Regions from separate parts of the Gasterosteus aculeatus genome. Here region 1 is linked to region 2. A link is a contact called in public Hi-C data. All regions are on one chromosome and are shown on one strand. The core of a region is the stretch at or near the end of the contact, and the rest is flanking DNA. Distances in the headings are between cores, read along the strand shown. Region 1 overlaps LOC120819252 (thyroid hormone receptor alpha-B). Region 2 holds the start of LOC120819252 (thyroid hormone receptor alpha-B).

Region 1 (4,084 bases), core at 1,216-3,715, 70 kb before region 2:
TCTCCAGAGCGCTGGATAGACTGAAAGGCACCTGATCTCAAGCTCAGGAGACACTGGTGCGATAAATTGTATCAATGACAGAGTCTGAACGAGGCCCCTTGTGATGTTTTGATTGCTACAGTAGCCTATTGTTCAGCGTGCATGCTCAGGCCTACAGCTGGGTCTGTCCTATACATGCAGTGCTAATGGACACTTTGTTCCTTCATGTATCCTGCCACTGTCTAAATAACAGGCTGAGCTAGAGGGGGCATATATAGCACACCAGTGAAAGCAAGACAAGTCCACAGCACCTCAAACAATTAACCCATAATAAACATGGATGCTAATTCTGCAAATATATACAGCTGGCTACTTCGGGTACCAACTAAAAAAAGACAATGCACACAGCCTGTATTTAGCTCACATCAATTTAAATGTATGTATTTTGCTTTCCTAAAAGGTTCAGCCAAGTTAACAGGCCTTTAAATCCACTGGGTGGAGGCTCGCTGCTGTGTGTGATGCGGCAAAACAAATGCTGTGTATAAATCGCCTGCAGCGGGCGCTTCGGGGTCCATACGAGCTTAGTCTCTACGGTTATGTTTATCAGAGCGGAAAACAATGAACCCTCTACACCGGAGCACTCTGTATGTTCCTAGCCTGTCCTCTGCATTGAGGCCTTTCTTGATGTTAAACGCGAATCCTTGAACGAAACACTTGAGATCAAATGTGAGACCGTACAAATCGTCTCCCCCTAAATGATAGCCCTTCTTGTCGCCTCTCCCAAACAGGCTGATTTCAGCTGTTCTTTCCATTTCAAAACCTTCGAAACCAACAATTTTCTAAGAATGGGGTGACAAGGGTGAGGTCCGCTGCGGCAGAACTTCCCCCACAACGAACCACGGTAAGAATGTATACATTCTCCTCCGCTGCCTCAGATATATAATTTTTTCTATATAATTATAATAGATATATAATTCTATTATTTTACCCGCGGAGGTCCGCAAACACCTCCAGGGGCCCACAACGGCCGAATTAAGTCCGGAAAAAGACACCAGAACCCGGATCTCTTTACCAAACACCCCCAAAGCCCGGATAACAGACCCAAACACCTCCAGAGGCCCACAACGGCCGAATTAAACCCGGAAAAAGACGCCAGAACCCGGATCTCTTTACCAAAAGCCCCCAAAGCCCGGAACACGGTCCCAATCACCTCCAGAGGCCCACAACGGCCGAATTAAACCCGGAAAAAGACGCCAGAACCCGGACCTCTTTACTAAACACCCCCAGAGCCCGGAACATGGTCCCAAACACCTCCAGGGGCCCACAACGGCCGAATTAAGTCCGGAAAAAGACGCCAGAACCCGGACCTCTTTACCAAACTGCTATAGCAGGGACATTTCCTTCCCCAAAAACATCACACGGTGAAATATTTACACATTTTGCTGACCGCTAGCTATGTCACGGGAGAAGAATGTCCTATGTCTTCTCTCTCTATTGATGTGGCTGCATATTTGGTAGATTGATCTTCCCCCTCGTGAAGCACGGGCAGGTTGCAGTCCGCTCCACCACCAAATACCGCACATTGCTCAATAAAAAAGTTACTATTTCCAGCCGAGAGAAACGGGTCTGCAACAATTTTTAAAGTAAAGAAACCATTAGAACCACGAGCAGAGATGCGTTTGACTGGAGGCTGAAGAACACCACTAAACAAAGCTTCCTGGATACAGCAAAGCACACACACACACACACATCACTATGGCGCCGGCTGGTACAGTAACCTGAGTGCCACTTCAAAGAGCTCCACCCCCCCCTTGAGCTCTTTGTGCTTCCACCACAAGGTGCACACAGCTCGCCCCGCTACATACATTTTAGATATTTAAAAAAGAGAGAAGAAAGAGAGGAAAAGTTAAGGCCGACGCACAGACTTCCTGCCCAAATGCCCCCCCGCCGCCCAACTCCCCCAGCGGCAGAGCTGCTAATCCCCTGACAGGTGTTCATGTTAGCGGAGGAATCCACGGCGGATTGACTCTCTTCACACGAGCCTGTCACACAGCACACAGAGCCAAGCCGCATGGACCAATAACCTCATCACATTTGGACCTTATTGTTCCCACAGATCTTTAAGTTGAGCTGCAGAGGCCGAGGAGGAATCGGGCCCGTGTTTAGATGTCTGATCCGCCGGGTTCTCAGTCTGAAAGTAGGAAACGATTCATGTGGTAAACAGAAGCGCTCTGGGCTCGACTACATAAACAAGACAATACGCCTCCTACATGGTTCATGTGTGGACAGGTCCATGCTGACCGGTCGCATTGCTTCAATGGAAAAATGGACATCTGACAAAATACCAACTTCAGTGTTTCCTTCCTCAACAACGAGATGAAACAGGGCGATTAAACGGAAGCTTCCGTCACATCTGACACACAAACGAAATCAAACCGTCCCCAAGTCGACATGAATCTGCGTCAGTGACAACATTTAAAATAACACCCTGCTACACTTCCCGTTCTTCCCGCCCGACTGCTTTCAAAAGGCAGCCCTTCTCTCTCTCGTTGCTCCATCTGGATGCTCCAACTCTCACAGGCTTTTACAAATGAACTGATATTGACTGATAGCGCTCTGCTTTAGCTGGAGGCCCCCCCTTTTCTCTCTCTCTCCACCGTACGAGAGAGCCTCCATTACACTAATGTTATGTTTTCATTCATGAGAAGGGGCTTAAAGAGCGGCGTGTTTGTTTCTGTTCGGCCCGGGGCGACTCGTTCTGCTCCTCAGGAGCCGCGGGGAGAAGCGTCGGGGTCAGAAGTAGCTTAAAGCCTCTCTGAAAAACCAAGGCGGCGCCGGCACTACTAAGAGGCTGCTTCGTTGGTTAATTCGTCTGGAAATGAAAACATGATCCAAAGACGTACAAACAGGGAGAACCATGAGAAGGACGAAGGGACGGACTGAGAGGCGCAGGTTCCCTTCTCGGATGACCTTAGAAGACCTCGTCCACACGTAACAACACTGCACGATAACAGAGCTGAGCCGGCCTCGTTTCAGGGAAATGTTTACACCAGGAAAGGAGAAGAGGAAACGCTGAGGGCTGTTGGGGCGTAGATTTGGCATATTTTGTATCACTTTTAACATACACGTATACATATACGAGATGAGAAGCAAAAATGAATGAAAAACCAAACGGTTGTGCTCTGGAAGCCTCTGTGTGCATAAGAGGAGAAGGAGCACCAAGCTCACCGTTTCTCTTCTCCCTCGGGTGGGCTAGAGTCCTGCTCCTTGGACACGAGTTCCATTCACCTTAATTCCATCCAGCAACCAATCAGGAGAGACAGAGGCAAGCCCCACCCTCGGATGCCTGCTTGTCATTCGCCGGTCGGGAGGGGTCCGTCAGTGAGACATGACAGGGTCCCGTCACTGGGCCTTTTCTGTCTTTCCTTCTTTTGAGTGGAGGGGGAGGGGGGGGGGGGGGGGGGGGTTCGGGGGTCTCCAGACGGAGTTGGAGTGAGGTCGGCTCGGTGCGAAACTGAATTATGATATGCAAGACGTTGGAGGTGGCTCGGCGGGCTCGACGGCCGCGCCGTGGGTCGGTGTCTCAGGGATGCGGAGGGAGGAGACGGATGACCCCCTCTGGAAGAGAAGACACACACAGAAAACATCAGCTCACATCCACTGGTTTTGTTGGGCTTTGGACTGCTGGGCGGACAGGAAATTGAGAATTGCAATCAGGGTTTTTCACGATTAATTGTGTAATTGAGGTGACAATTAGCAGGTAGATCAGAGATTAAAAAAAACAATTGTTGGTTGCAACCATTACTGTCTGTTACCCGCCGCATTCATCAAGGTCTCGTCAACGAAACAATCCAGGAATGTTCAGAATCCCCCACCCCAAAAACCCCCACATACACATGAAACACTTGATTTTAAAAGCTTGACTGAAGATCTTGCTTTTATTTTTTTGTGATGCAGACGAACAGATTGTAGCCGCGACCGGTACCGCAGAGACACAGACTAGATTTAGCCCTGTGCCCCCCCTCATATTGTCACAAGAAGGCTCCCCCCCCCCCCCGGCACCCTGTGCTAATCCCTGGTTCAATGCCTTTCTGAACCATGACAG
Region 2 (4,121 bases), core at 1,336-3,835:
TGGAGAGGCAAATCCCCCAGATCACCCCACTCACCAGACTCGGTTCAGAATAGCTCTTGACATATAGGCCTACCCAGCATGCCCTCAGTCCCTCCAGACAGCTCTGACATCATTATACAGCAGATACGGGCCAGGACATCAGCTGCACAGCCCGAGTTACATAAGCAAACGCTCTGAGCTTAAAGCGCTGCTGCCCCGCCATGAGGAACAGGGAGGGAGGGAGAGGAGGACGGGAAGAAAGGCCGGGTCACAAAGAGAGAGGCCCGATGGGGTCCTCGCTGCCGGGAGAGACTGAGGGAGGTCACTTCTGCCCCCACAAAAAAAGAAAAGAGGGACCCAGCAAACAGTTAGAGGGGGAGATAAGGGGAGGACCAGGCTACATGGAGGCGACCCCCGTCCACCCTGCATGTGCAAACCTGTTACATCACTCGCCATGTGCTACTTGCTTTCCCCTCAGTACTCGGAAGTAGAAAGAACTTACTGTAAAGAACAGGCAGAATGCGGGTGGGGAGGGATAAAAATAAGAAAACATCACCTAGATGTTCCTCTGATGCGGAGCTTGCTTGCTGCCCTCTCCACAGCCCACACTCGTTCCCTTCACAGTCCCGTCCGCGGAGCTAAATGGTTAACCTCCCTTCGTCCGTGTGGCTAATAATCAACTCGGGGAGAGACCACTGCGACTCCAACGAAGGGCTAATGATTAATGAACGATGGTCCACCTGCAGGCCGGACCAGCTGATCCAATATTAATTAAGCTTTCTTCTCGTCTGGTTTGAGAAGGAAACCTGGGACTTCATTAGGGGGAGGATGGGGGAGGCTGCATCATCTGTTTCTGGTTTCCTTTCTGTAAATCGTACGAGTTTGCAAAGAGACCTCTCCAGTCTGAAACAATTTAGACGTCCAACAGGCGGGAGCCGTTTACAGTCCCCCCCACCCCCCTCGGTCACCACGTTGAAGGTATCCACACTCCCCAAGACGGAGTCACACCGCCAGAGAATCCAGCTGTTGCTCGCCATCAGCGGGCCGCGAGACCCCCACCGTGGGCGCGGACGCGACGGAGGAAAAGCCCTTCATCATCTGCAGCACGGAGTTTCTTTGTAAACATTAGGCATTTCGTAATGAGTGCAAGACCCCTTCCTGGGCAATGTTGTCTTAGTGGCAGAAAGCACACCCTATAGTAGTGTATTCTGGGGGCATGTTTATCTAAAACACACACACACACACAGACTTGTACAGCGGAGTCAGAGTGTCTGTGGTAATTCAATACCCGATCCAGACAGTTATAATGCAGTGCACATTGTGCCTCTCTCGAACACTTCGTCCTGATATTGATCATTTGTGACGGGAGTCCATTGAAAGGCCCGGACGATGATTTTCGGAGACGGGTGGGTCGTTTGTCGTGCACGCAACCACTAGGCAAAGAAAGAGAAAAAAAACACAACAAAAAATGAATTGAGTTTAGATGCCGGTGTGTGACCCAGTAAACTATCCCCATGACTGACTTAGATTGAGACTGGCGGATGACTTCACCTTGATCAACGCGATCATAAACAAACATCATTTGCTACCATCGTTCACATTAAGAACGCATGCGCGTCCACTCCCACGCAGAAAATGTTCGCAGCAGGAATCAGGTGAAGTGGCTGAACTGAACCGAACATCCTGCCCCCCCCCCCCAACAGGTTACGGGCATATCATCGCTGGTCATCTTGTATCGATCCCGTGCCATCGCCCTCTGTGGGTACGTATGCGCGCTCCCCGGCGTGTAGCCACGGATGCAAGTTCGAAGCTCACACACACGCGCGCGCGCGTAACAAACACAACAAATCATCTGTAAAAGGAGGCAACGTGACCGCTGTGCAGGTTTCCGCTTTCCAATGACAACTGACCCGGGGGGGGGGGGGGGGGGGGGGGGTCACGTGTCAACAGTTACGGCGGAAGGGCCGCGTACCAACACGGTCGGACCCTCCCGCCTGCCTCCGCGCTGCACACCGGGTGCGACGCTGGCTCGGCGTTGCGATCCGAGCTGTCAAAACCCGCCCGAGGCTGCCGAGGCTACGGGGGGCGAGCGCCCACCACAACAACCGCACGCTCGCACGCGCGCGTGGACCACCACGCCGTGGCGGCCGTGACACTCACCGTGGCTGGATGCCGGGTCGGGTTGGATGTTTCTCTCCTTCTTCTGCTCAGAGTGCGCGGCTGCTGAAGTGAAGCGGGGGGAAAGTCGGCGGCGCTCCGCCGGGGCTTTCTGCTCAAGTGCGGCCGCGTGTGTCGGGGCTCCACGTCCCGTCTCCCCCCCCCCTCCGCCGCCCCCCGACTTCTCGCTCCGAAAGCCCGGGTCCGCTCCGGTAAAAAGCTGCTGCGCCGCGAGCTGTCCTCCTCCTGCTGCCCCTCCCTCACTTTCTGGATGTATGTATTGGTATTTGTTGTTGTTGTTGTTGTTGCGTGAATCGAGCAGTTTGTTCCCTCTTGATTGTGTTGTTGCCTTCTAGTTGCGTTTGGCCCGAGCTGCAGCGACAAGAGGGAGAAGAAGCAAACACACACACACACACACACACACACACACGCTCACTCCCACGAACACAAAAAAAGAAAAGAAAATAGTTCACGGTCGCTCCTCCCTCCGCGTACAGTATTCAAACTATCTACCGCTCTCTGCAGGACCACCACAGCAAAGCACGACCCCCCTCACAGCCCCCCGCTCAACCTGCTTTCCTTATTCATGCCCCCCCCAAATATAGATGTATATATTGTTAGGTGGACAATATATATATATATATATATATATATATATATATATATATATATATATATATATATATATATATATTGGTATATCACTAACTCTATATATATATATATATATATATATAATTAGTTAGTGATTCCTCTTCTCCTTTTACAAATTATTATTATTGTCTCTTTCGGAAGGTTATATATATCGGTATATCGGTATATCACTAACTATATATATATATATATATATATATATATATATATATAGTTAGTGATATATATATATATATATATATATAGTTAGTGATTCCTCTTCTCCTTTTACAAATTATTATTATTGTCTCTTTCGGAAGGTTATTCTTTTGTTTCAGTTTATTTTATTTTATTTAATAATTTAATATTTATATCTTATTATATTGTATATAATGTGTATCTTTTTATTCTATTTTGTTCCCTGTACATGCTGTGATACCAAAATTTTCCTCTTGAGGGATCAATAAAGTTAATTCTAAATTAGATTTTTTTTATTTTCCAATCAAATAAATACTTCACTATTACCCAGTAATGAAAGGAACTGTGTACCTAAAACATGTTTTAGAGCCATAATTAGATTTATATAACTATGTAAAACATAAAAACTCTTCTCAACGATTCTGAGACACACATCAGAATGTTAAGGCGCTCTCATGAGATCGTCTCCAGCTGCACTGGTCACTTAGCCGCTGGCTGGTTAGCTTGCTAACCTTTGCCCGCTAATTTGAGCTTCATAAATGCCTTAAATAATTGATCAATAACCAAAATCTATAACAATTGTGTGACAGCGGATCCGTTTTTATTGCAGCTTTTTTGAAGACTGAAAATTTGCAGAGCAAACAATAATAAAATGATCAAATTAACCGTAACTCTCAGTCCCCACAGTGGTGCGTTTCACTCTGTATTTTCTAAAAGAATTGGCGAGAGTTAATGACTTTGTTGGACCCACTTTGCAGCCAAGTGGATTAGCAAAATCATTCCCCCGAATTTAATATTCTACGCATTGAATTACAGAAGATAATACCAATTATTTTGAACGGAACCTTTAGAAACCTTCAAATGGCAGCGCAAAAAGTCCGTGTGACTTTTTTATACATTCCCACTGTTCCTTTTATGAAGTAGAGTCCAAGGGGAGGACCTCTGCTGTGTGTCAAAGGGCTCACTCCGTCCGTCCTTCGGTCTCCGAGGAATCTCTGTGCCGACTGAAGCCTTCAAACAGTCGGAAGCTTCTGTCCCACTAATTAGGCAGAGAACATATTCAGGAAAAACCACCGTGTGAATGTGGAACCGCCTCAGATCGGACTGCTCCGAGGCCTTGATTTGCCATCAGTCAGCAAACCAGTCACCGCCAA

The links. Hi-C and Micro-C count contacts between places; a contact is called where the count stands out from the background.
Region 1: a contact with region 2 is called in a Hi-C map of tail fin, with 3 times the contacts expected there. The contact joins the enhancer-like site here to the promoter of LOC120819252 in region 2. A contact is called at or near these places in 2 of 6 Hi-C or Micro-C datasets (tail fin and whole body).

Annotation. Positions count from the first base shown.
Region 1 is chr5:8,410,667-8,414,750 of fGasAcu3.hap1.1, reverse strand. All of the region lies in intron 2 of LOC120819252 (thyroid hormone receptor alpha-B), which reads right to left. Among protein-coding and RNA genes, the nearest start is that of LOC120819034, 31 kb to the left of the region's middle. Within about 2 kb of position 2,465, at least 3 of the 9 cell types and tissues checked have open chromatin away from gene starts, as enhancers often do.
Region 2 is chr5:8,340,591-8,344,711 of fGasAcu3.hap1.1, reverse strand. It overlaps LOC120819252 (thyroid hormone receptor alpha-B), which reads right to left and starts at 2,585. Exons shown (of 10, transcript XM_040176485.2): 1 at 2,140-2,585.